Linked DNA regions of Mus musculus: region 2 is linked to region 1. Evidence: chromatin contacts called from public HiChIP or PLAC-seq data. All regions are on one chromosome and are shown on one strand. The core of a region is the stretch at or near the end of the contact, and the rest is flanking DNA. Distances in the headings are between cores, read along the strand shown. Region 1 overlaps Nol10 (nucleolar protein 10). Region 2 has its middle 18 kb from the start of Odc1.

Region 1 (5,083 bases), core at 1,600-4,099:
CAGGCTGTATGTGGATCAAGTCTAAAGCCAGGGTTCCAGGAGGGAGTTTGCTTTTCAGGTGTGTGTGAGACCACAGATTTATACACATCTCTTCAGGAGACATGTCCATCAAGTGTTCCCAGTGACAAGCTTCCATATGACAAACTGGAAGGAATTAAAATCTAGTTGCAATTTTTTAAAAAACTCAAAAGTGAGGCACGAGCTGACTGGTGCAGCAGGCTGTCCATCTAGGCAGACTCCTCAACCTGGTCACGGCTGCTCTTTTTACAGCTCGAAACGTCGAGCTTCAAAGTTAGCAGGAATTCTGAACTATGGAGCCACCGAGACAAAGTGGGCCACAGAGCACCTTAATTTGGGAAGTAAAAGACTTTTCAAGTCAATTGTGGGAAATTACTACTCTTTAAGAACACCCCGACTTCCTCCACACTAGGGCACATAACTGCCTTTCTCCCAATGTTCTCTCCTCCTGTACCTGTAAAAACTTGTTCTGTCTAGGCTGCTCAGAGAGGCAAGCTGAGTGTTAGGACGAGCCATGGCAGAAGATCAGAGACAGCTCGGATGGTGTGCAGACTTCTACATTAAAGCAAGCTCCCCTCCCCTCCCTTTGAACATCAGTGTGTGGCTGCTACCCGGCAGGTCATCGTCTGCTGCTTGAGTGTGACTGGTCAGAGAGAAGATGCAGGACAGACACAGTGCAGCAGCACATGGGACAGGATGCAGGGAAGCAGGCAGGTAGGGGATGGGCTGGCTTCCTTTACTTCAGGCCCTCCTTATCCCCTCGAGCCCAGGCTTCAGGTCACTTCAGACACTTTCTAGTTGGTACAATTACGTATTTCAGGAAAAAAAAATATAAGCAGGACAAGTTAAAAAAACATTATGCTGATTACAAAGAGAAGACACAGGAATTAAGATTAGGAGCTGAAACACCCAGCTATCCAGGGTAGAACATAAAGGGAAGAGCCTAAACGATTAGTAAGGATACCTTAATATAAAAAAGAAAATGGGCATAAACTACAAGGGGGAAAAAAAATCAAATGAGTTATTTATTAGCTGCCCCAGGAAAGGAGAACGACTTACTTCTTTGAGGCTTAAAATACACACATACGTTATAATTTCTTTAATTAGCAACATTTAATTAAAAAAAAATCACTCTTCAACCAGTTTTTTAATCCCTCTGCAGGGGAAGGCAAGCTAAAAAGCAGAAGGCAACGGACCTCAATGTTCCCCAGAACAGATTCTAGTTACATGGTAAATGGAATCCAAACATAAAATATAAACAGTGCTTTAGTGTTTCACGTTTTAACACTAGGTACTCCTAAATCACCAGTGCTGGGGCCACTGGCTAAGAACATCTCTGTCCTTGCCGAGGACCCAGTCTGATTCCCAGCACACATCAGAGACCACATCTGTCTAAAACTCCAGGGTATCTGCACATACTTCATGCACATAAACTCAGGTAAGCACATATACATACACACTAAATAAGTGCATCTTTTAAATAACTGACAAAACTTTGCTTTTCCTATAAAAGTTTCAAATACTCTCAATATTGCTAGTTTGCAAGTGGTGCTTCATAAGCTCCAGTGAGGGTGATCAATTAAGCAGTCAAAAATGTGATGTTTCAATCTCTCAGCACACTCAACTAACCAGATGTATGGCATTTATCTGACTCAACAAACATGTTTTCCCTGGGATTCTATTTCTTACTAAACATGTCCTCAGTATTCTGTAGCCTTGCACATCATACAAAAGGGCTAGCATCTCTCAAATGAACACATACCACAAGCCCAGCCTTAGGGCTCCATGTGTCCACTGGGACACCACCAAGAAGACACCTTATGAACACAAGCTGCAATTCCAGCTCTATGCTTTGAATGTCAGATTTGCTTCACTTCACAGGGAACATGCTGGACATTTCAGTGCTACCCTCAACTGTTCCATTCTGCTTCGGGGTTTAAATCAGGAGCCACTGTTAGAGTTGGTGTCTGCCTCCCCTACCTTCACACAGCCTTTTGGGTAATAACCTGGCTCTGAGTCTGTAAGCTCCTCTTGCCCCTGGCCTTGGGTAGGGTCTAGGCACATGGACCTTTCTGGGTATGAGGGACAGCTCTATCTCTTCTCAGACTCTCTTTGACAGTCTGAGTGGCTCCTTGGAAGTACAGTCTCTTTCATACCATTGGTCTAAAGCTGAGAGACTTGACCATGGGTTTCTGAACAGGGGCCTCTTCTGCTTCTATGACTTAATTCTCCGATGAACACGCAGTATCGTTACACAAGGTGTTTGTGTTACTGAGGGAGGGACTGCTGAGGACAGGTCCGATGATGTTAATCTCAGCTGGACAGTTCTCCATGGCTTTCCAGGGGTCTGCTGGGACTTGTCCACACCCCACTGAATGCTCAGCACTCTACCTTTCAAAAGACCAGTTCCAACAGGACTCTCACAAACGGTTTCCTGAGTTTTCCCTAAATCAAGCCCCTTTCTTTCTTTTCTCCCTTCCACACCTCTCTGATCAGAGGATATCTGCTAGGCTAGGAGTAACAGACATGTGTCCTTCCTGTCCTCAGCGTCTAGGAGGGTCTTAGTTCATTCATACCAGGCATTCCTTGGATGCTTGATGAATGGATAGGGGGTGGGGAAGCTGATAAGTGGGTAAATAACTCACAAACACAGCAACGTGTAAAGCATGAAAATTTGTGTTGATGGACATGTGTATTTATCTAAAACCTGCTGACTATTGACTGTTTACTTTCTCTGCTACAAAAATAATTTCCAAGCTGGGCAAGTCTGAGTGAATATTTAAACACAATACATCCCATTTTGTTGCTGTCTTTCCTGGACTGCCTTGTGGTGACTCATGGGATAAACATAAGGAGTTATTTCAGGTCTCTAAAGGATAATGGTTCAATGCTTTACTAAGCTGTATTAAAATCTGCAAGCCCAGGATTTACCACAATAATCCAGTCAAGACTAGCACTCGGTAAACTGCTTTTGCCAGTGCTAGCCAGCCCCACTGGGTTAGCCCTTTAAGAAGCAAGCTAAGTAACCTCCCCAGCTCTTCTCATAGCGACTGTTTTTCCCACCGACTGTGCTTCGCTGCAGGGATTCCCTCAGCTGCTGTTTATTTCTTGTTTACTGCATTTTGTTTATTTAGTGCAGAGAAGGAGCATTTGTGGGTAGTCAGACAGCCTCTAGTAGCCAGCTCTTTCATTCCACCATGAGGGATCTAGGACCAAACTTAGGTTGCCAGCAAGTGTCTTTACCCATTCAGGCACCTTGCTAGACCTGATGTTTACTCTTAAAATTTTTTAAATTACCGGAACAATCTGCATGAGTGTGTGCTGTACGAGAGTGAAGCTGGAAGAGGGAGGCAGGTTCTCTGGGAGCTGGACTTACACGTGGCTGTGAGCCTTCTGATGTCAGTGCTGGAAGTAAACTCAGGCTCTTTGAAAGAACAGCAAGCACTCTCTTCCATGGAGCCATTTCTTCTGCTCTACTAAATAAGAATTTTTAAAAACCCTAAAAGTATTTTAAAACTGTGTTTTATGTATATGAGTGTTTCATCTTCATATATATGTATCATGTGTGGGCCTGGTTCTGTGGAGGTCAGAAGAGGGCATCAGATCCCCTGGAATTGGCGTTTCAGATGTTTGTGAACCACCATGTTGGTGCTGGGAACTGAACCCTATTTGTTGAAAGCAACAAAAAACCAAAAAGCCAACAGATGCTCTTAACTTCTGAGCCATCTCTTTAGCCCCTAACTACAAACTTTTCTCCTGCTTGTTTGTCACGTGACTATCCAGCTCCAGCCCACAGGAAGACTGTTCTCAAGCTCAGCCATCCTCCACCCCCCAAAGTGGCCTAACTCCTATGGCTACACTGAACACAATCACTGCCGCTTCCTACCAGCGTTTACCAGGACATGAGGTTTTCTTGAGAAGACCTGAAGGGGCAGCTGACAGGCTGTCCTTCCAGTGTCTATTCCATTCCAAGCACTAGCTGGGAGCGCACGAAGCAAGACAAATGCAACAGAAAATAAACAATAAAAGCAGTCTGCAGCAGTGGTCTGAGAGTAATCCTGGACAAAGCAAGTTGCACAGCTATGGTGTGCCCACCCTGCAAAGCTATTTAGCAGTTTCTCTAAAGGCTAAGGACAGAGCGGCAACATGACTGCAATTCCACTCACGTAGGTAAAAACACATTCCAGCCTGAGCTATGGTTAAGCCAGCTTGGGCTCTCTGTAGAGTGACTCTTGTCTCTAAAAAACCAAAACTAACCAAATGGCTGCCTCAGAAAAAACTCTATCCATGACACTCTCTCTCTCTCTCTCTCTCTCTCTCTCTCTCTCTCTCTCTCTCTCTCTCTCTCCCCCACTAGCTTCTTTTTTTTTTTTTTTTTTTTTTTTTTTTTGGTTTTTCGAGACAGGGTTTCTCTGTGTAGCCCTGGCTGTCCTGGAACTCACTTTGTAGACCAGAAATCTGCCTGCCTCTGCCTCCCAAGTGCTGGGATTAAAGGCATGCACCACCACGCCCGGCTGCCACTAGCTTCTTTATAGCACACCTTTTGCTAACTGGAACACATGTGCTCCTTGGTTCTAAGGAGAAGGAGCAGCTCACCATCGCTGTGCTAGATAAGCGACAGAAGTGTGAAGATGAGAAAAGACATGTTTGAACTCCAGCAGCAACACTGATGCCTTCCCCACCCCACCTTTCTTCCCCTGGACTTTGTAAAAATCCCTGTTCCTGAATGGAAAACTGAGTGCTGGAGAAGAAAGCTCAAGAGGCACAGTAGTATTGGCTCTGCGGAATGTCTCTGGCCCAACCAGCTGCTCCCAAGGGCATCCCAACTCTTCTCTCCAAGATCACTCAGAGTGTCCAGTGTTATCTCAATGCTCTGCTTACAGAGTCTCAAAGGGAAGATGCACTTTGATACTTGACAACTGAAAATAGTTCAAAACAGTACCACTTTTCTGAGGGCTGATGCGCTTTCAGGCTGGTGAACATTTAGAACAGAGCCATATACACCATGTGAGGTGGACAGCCTGGGAGCAGCACGCATATTACATGCTGCACAGCATCTCCAGGG
Region 2 (5,083 bases), core at 983-3,482, 110 kb before region 1:
CAGAAAAAAAAAATCACAAACAAAATTATAAACTTTTTTGAGACTTCTTCCTCCTTCTCCTTCATCTTTAAACAAAACCTTAATTTTTCCTGCAAAATTTTACTTCATCAGCTATAATCCTGTCCAGCGTACCCAAAGAACCACCCTAGGATCTCATTTAAACCCCTTAGCAACCATTTGAGGGGGAAATGTCAGAAGCCATCAAAATTGTGTATTTTGCTATGGCAAATACAATTAAGAGGACTCCCTTGGCACACCCACACCCATGCCTGGGTGTGTCTAACCCCTTCCCGTAGAACCTCTCTGTTAACCTACATGCTTGGTCCTACTCACGGATCCTAGACTGGTCTTAAACTCCATGGCTGAAGACGACCTGAGCATCCTGAAGTTCATTTTGGCAGTGAAGCCAAGACTCTGGCTTTACTTATGTAGAAGATTCCAAAGGGAATCCTCAGACCAATGCAGGCAGCAGTGTGGCGCTGTGTCTAGCTCCTACCTCAGAGCCTAGCCTACCTAATGGAGCCAAGAAATCCCGACGAGGCTCCTGGGAGGGTGGCAGCCCAGGGCCAGCTTTCCAGAGGATACAGAGGTTTCAGCTCTGTTCTTCATGACTCTTCCCAAAAGGCCAACAGTGGGGTATAAATAAGTTACAGAAACTTCACAGGCTGACATCTCTTACGATCCTCAGAGGATACTTTCTGACCAGCTGTGGTAACCTTGAACATTTTATCCTTCAGCTGGGATACTGGGATTACAGGTGTGTGCCCCCATGCCTGGTTTTTATGAGGTGGGGGACTGAACTCAGGCAGGCACGCCACCTGCTGAGTGTGGCACCAGAACTTGGCAAATTTTAACTCTTCTGATCACAGGTGCTAAGTGTGAATCCCAGAGAGGTTTGAAGCTGGTCCTGCGCTCACTGGGAGGTGAGAGCATCACAGGGCTGAGCACTGTGGACTGTGCCTGTGTGCAGTGCTTCACACTGAGCCCACAGGCTGCACAGAGACACGTGCACACTCGTGTGTGTGTGTGTGTGTGTGTGTGTGTGTGTGTGTGTGTGTGCGCGCGCGCGCGTGCAGAGACAGAGACAGACAGACAGAGACAGACACAGAGAGAGAGAGAGAGAGAAACCTCATTACTGAGCACACTCTAATAGTACCAAAGCTTCTAGAAGGACCCACAGATAGTGAAAAAGCCTAATTTCCTCCAGTGACAGCATTTCCTACTCTGACAGTGGCAGTCCCTAGGTTGTCTAGGCAACCATGTATGTAATCTATTTTATGTAGGTAAGGCATGTCTAGGAGGTAGGAATCTCTGGGAAGGGGGAAGATGGGCCATGAGGCCAGACTTGGGTGGAGTTATCTAGGACTAGGCCCAGAGAGTTGATCCTCCTGCCTCTACCTTCTGAGGGCTGGGATTTCAGGTGTGTCACACCACAGCTTATTTTTATGTGGTGTTGGGGGTTGAACTCAGAATGACTGTCTTGGGCCAACTACCTGCTGACAGTAAGAAGTTATTGGGGGAGAGGGGAGTGCTGAAGCCCATCCTTTCCACCAGGCTGGAGACACCTGCCTGACCACAGGCAATGGGAGCATGTGGGTTTGCCAGGAGGTAGAGCTGTGCCTGAACGCCTGTGACCTAGACGTGCCCAAAAGAGGTGGACAGGGAAAGGCAGAGGTATAAAGGTGAGCCTGCACATCAGGGGCTGGGCTGTAGAGCTTGTCAGAAGGTTCCATGCTGGGTGAAAAAGGTTATTTCTTTTCTTTTCTTTTTGAAAGTGTCTTACCGTGTAGCTTTGGCTGACTAGAACTTTGTGTGTAGACCAGAGATCTGATTGTCTCAGCTAAGGGTGTGGTTGTGGCACAAAAGTTTTCCTGTGACCAAATCTGGTTTATTCAATTCTGGGGATTGAATCCAGGGGCTTGTGTGTGTGTGCTAAGCAAGCACTCTATCAGCTGAGCTAGACCTCAGACCCTCCCATTTTCACTTGTTATACAATTCTTAAAAATCTGTTTATATTTGGGGGTTGACTGAGAGAACTCAGCAGAGAAGTCTTCTGGCACCTCCCAGATTCTCGGGGTACAAAGTGCTTGCCCGTCACCCTGGGAGACAATTCCAGCACTGTCAGCCTCATAGGGTCTGAACTTCTGAGAACCCCAGGGTTGCAGGCCTGGAGGCCCGGAGCATGCTGGATCCCACTCTGTTTTAGTTTATAGAGAGTTGGGACGTGTCGCAGGATCTGAAAGTGACTAACACAACGGCCACTCCCACTCTCTTGTCCTCATCCTGCTAGGGATGAAGATACTATGGATGCTCAAACTTCCCCACCCCCACCCCCGCCTCTGGCTATCAAGCCCCAGGACCTCTTCCCCCAGCAAGGTCACACTGACTATGTATCTCTTCTGCAGTTCCCCACTGGTATTTTGTTTCATTAACTGGCCCACTTAGGGCAGGTGCTGAGCCTAGCTTCTCCCTGCTGCCAGGGTCCGGATTCTGACTTTGACATTAGCAACAGCCTGGCCCTGTGAGCTGTCACCTGGGATCCAGAGCAGTTGTCATTGGCAGGTTGTGAGCTATGAGGCCCTGGAAGGGGATGTGGAGTCTGGATCATGGTTTTGATAAAAACCATAAAGAACTGATCTTGAGGGCCTGGGTGGGTCACTTCTGTTAGATTAGAACGTGGGTAGCTGCCCGAGGAAGAGGGGGCAGCAGACACCGACCACAGAGCCATAGGCCAGGCTGGGCTATGGGCATTGGTGCATACAAACCCATCTCATCCTACTTAAGGCAGGGAGAGGTCGAGACTTGCCTGGGATTTACCACATGTGAGTACAGAGCCTGAATTCAAATCCAGGCTTGTTGGACTTGAACAGTGATGCTGGAGAAAGGCAGATGAAGCAGCTTGAGCCAGGTCAGTGTCTCCACCCCCTACACCTTCAAGAGTTATGCTGCGCATGTGAGGGGGTCACAGACGTGGCAGACAAGAAAAGCCCTTCCTTGGACACCCCACAGGGCATAAGGGATTTACTCCTTTCTGAAACTGAACACCTTCCTCCCAACCCCCACCCCAACCCCCACCCCAGGGACAGGGTTTTTCTGTGGAGTTCTGGCTGTCCTAGAACTCACTCTGTAGACCAGGCTGGCCTCATACTCAGAGATCTGCCTGCCTCTACCTCACTCCCACTGCACAGCTGAAATTGAACACGTATACCACCAGACTTGCTGGGAAAAGGGTACTTTTAATTTGTCACCAGCAGCAGACACTTCCAGCTCAGCCCAGTTCACAGCAATAACAAACCTCTCTTGTCCTTGAAAATGTCACCACAGGATCCATACCCCTTCTTGCAATACAATTTCAAGCCAAGAGTTGTTCCTGACCCTGTGTGACAGCTAACAGGGCCTGAGGATTGGTGGAGTCACTTTGGAGTCTCAGCAGGCTTGCCAGGATCTGGGATTTGCTGTGACATGGGCTATGCCACTTCGCTTTCAGAGCTGCTGTTTCCTTTATCTGTGGAGTGGAGATGGTAGTCACTCAGAGACTTGCCATTAGAATGTAGGTTGTGGGCTTGGGGAAAATGGCTCAGTCTGTAAGAGCATTTGTTAGACAAGCAGGAGGCCTGGGTTCAATCCCCAGCACCCAGGTAATAAGCCACTGGGTGTGCTGATATGTTTTCTTAATTCCAGAGCTGAGAAGCAGAGACAGGTGGATGGATTGCTGGGGCTCACTAGTCAGTCAGCTTCATGTAGTCTATAAGATCCCACTGAGAGACCTGGATCAAGGTAGAAAGCCCTGAAGAATAACAGCTGAGGTTGATCTCTGGCTAGTGTTGAGAGGGGGGAGGGGTTGGGGAGGTGGGGGGTGGGGAGAAAGAATGAGATTGGATTTATTTTGAGGGCCTGAGGAGTGTAGCTCAATTGTTAGCATGTTTGCCTAGCATTCACACACCTGTAATCCTAGCATTTGGCAGGTGAATGCAGGAAGGTGGGAGTACAAGATCAACCTCCCTTGGGTATGTTGGGTATATATTGAATTCAAGGCCAGCCTGGCTACATATGACACTCTGTATTTTATTTTTAATAAAAGTGTGCTTGACAAGTCACAAACCCAAAGCCACACACTATGTTCAAACTGCGAGCTGATCCAGGTCAAGTATGAGGGAGAGGGAGTTTGCCTCGGAGAGACAGCTATGCAGCAGGAGCATTCAGACATGGGAAGAGGGTTTTCAGGCTCTGCTCAGCTCTGGTGAAGATAGTCCAATACCCAGGGCTGAAACCTATGAGTCAGCCTAAATAATTCCTCATGATGCCCGGAAGCTAAATATAACATGTATTTAACACAGGCCGTGCAATTGGTCCAGGGCTCCCCTTCAGTCATGCCCTGGGACTGGGGAGACCAGCAGGGCGGCCCCAGTGGGCCAACCCAGGCCTGAGCGGGGCACTTTGTGCTCTTGTTCAGACTCAGCTTCTAACTGCTTCGGGGCCTTCGGCAAATTACTTAACTTCTCTGTCCCCTTATCTGTGAAATGGGGATAATAATACTTACCTACCTCACGGGGCTTGTTGCAAGAATTAATTAAAGTTTATGAAGTGCTTTGAGATCCCCAGATGAAAGGCCCTGCAAGAGCACAAAGGATTATTATCATACTCCTGTCGGCTATAAAAGATAATTTTGCAGGAAAAGGCAAAAATTTTAATTTCTATACAAGCAGAAACAAAGGCAGATATAGTCATAGAAAGTTTTTTTTAAGTCTAGAAGATAATTTATGTAATTTTTAAAAATTATAACATGTCTTCTCCCTACCAATAATCAATGCAATATGGATAATTACAGTTTTTAGGCATTAGCCAGCAAATGACACCAAATGTCTCCATGCATTGCCAGGTAAGTTATGTTGAAATCCCACAGTGACCTACGGTCACCCCTCCAGTTCAGCAAGGGGAGAAGAAGCTGCCTAAACTCTGCAGTCCTTGCATTCTCAGGAACGCTTAGGGACTCTGCAGTCCCCCAGGGCAGGGCATCGCGGAGCGGATGCTTCTGATACTTCCCTGAGGTGGAGGCCTAGGTGGTATTGTCTGCAGAGGAAAT

Evidence for each region. HiChIP or PLAC-seq counts read pairs in DNA pulled down with a chosen protein or histone mark.
Region 2: a contact with region 1 is called in an H3K27ac HiChIP or PLAC-seq map of trophoblast stem cells, with 15 read pairs. The contact joins two enhancer-like sites. A contact is called at or near these places in 7 of 484 Hi-C or Micro-C datasets (the AML12 cell line, the G1E-ER4 cell line, Th2 cells and 4 more), 5 of 115 datasets of contacts at active chromatin or transcription factors (embryonic stem cells, epiblast stem cells, extraembryonic endoderm stem cells and 1 more) and 1 of 9 other capture datasets (embryonic stem cells).

Annotation. Positions count from the first base shown.
Region 1 is chr12:17,418,062-17,423,144 of GRCm38.p6, reverse strand. All of the region lies in intron 19 of Nol10 (nucleolar protein 10), which reads right to left. Among named protein-coding and RNA genes, the nearest start is that of Gm36752, 16 kb to the left of the region's middle. Within about 2 kb of position 2,849, at least 56 of the 459 cell types and tissues checked have an H3K27ac peak or open chromatin away from gene starts, as enhancers often do. A contact at or near this core is called in trophoblast stem cells, where this site is marked.
Region 2 is chr12:17,523,885-17,528,967 of GRCm38.p6, reverse strand. No RefSeq gene overlaps it. Among named protein-coding and RNA genes, the nearest start is that of Odc1, 18 kb to the left of the region's middle. Within about 2 kb of position 2,232, at least 4 of the 459 cell types and tissues checked have an H3K27ac peak or open chromatin away from gene starts, as enhancers often do. A contact at or near this core is called in trophoblast stem cells, where this site is marked.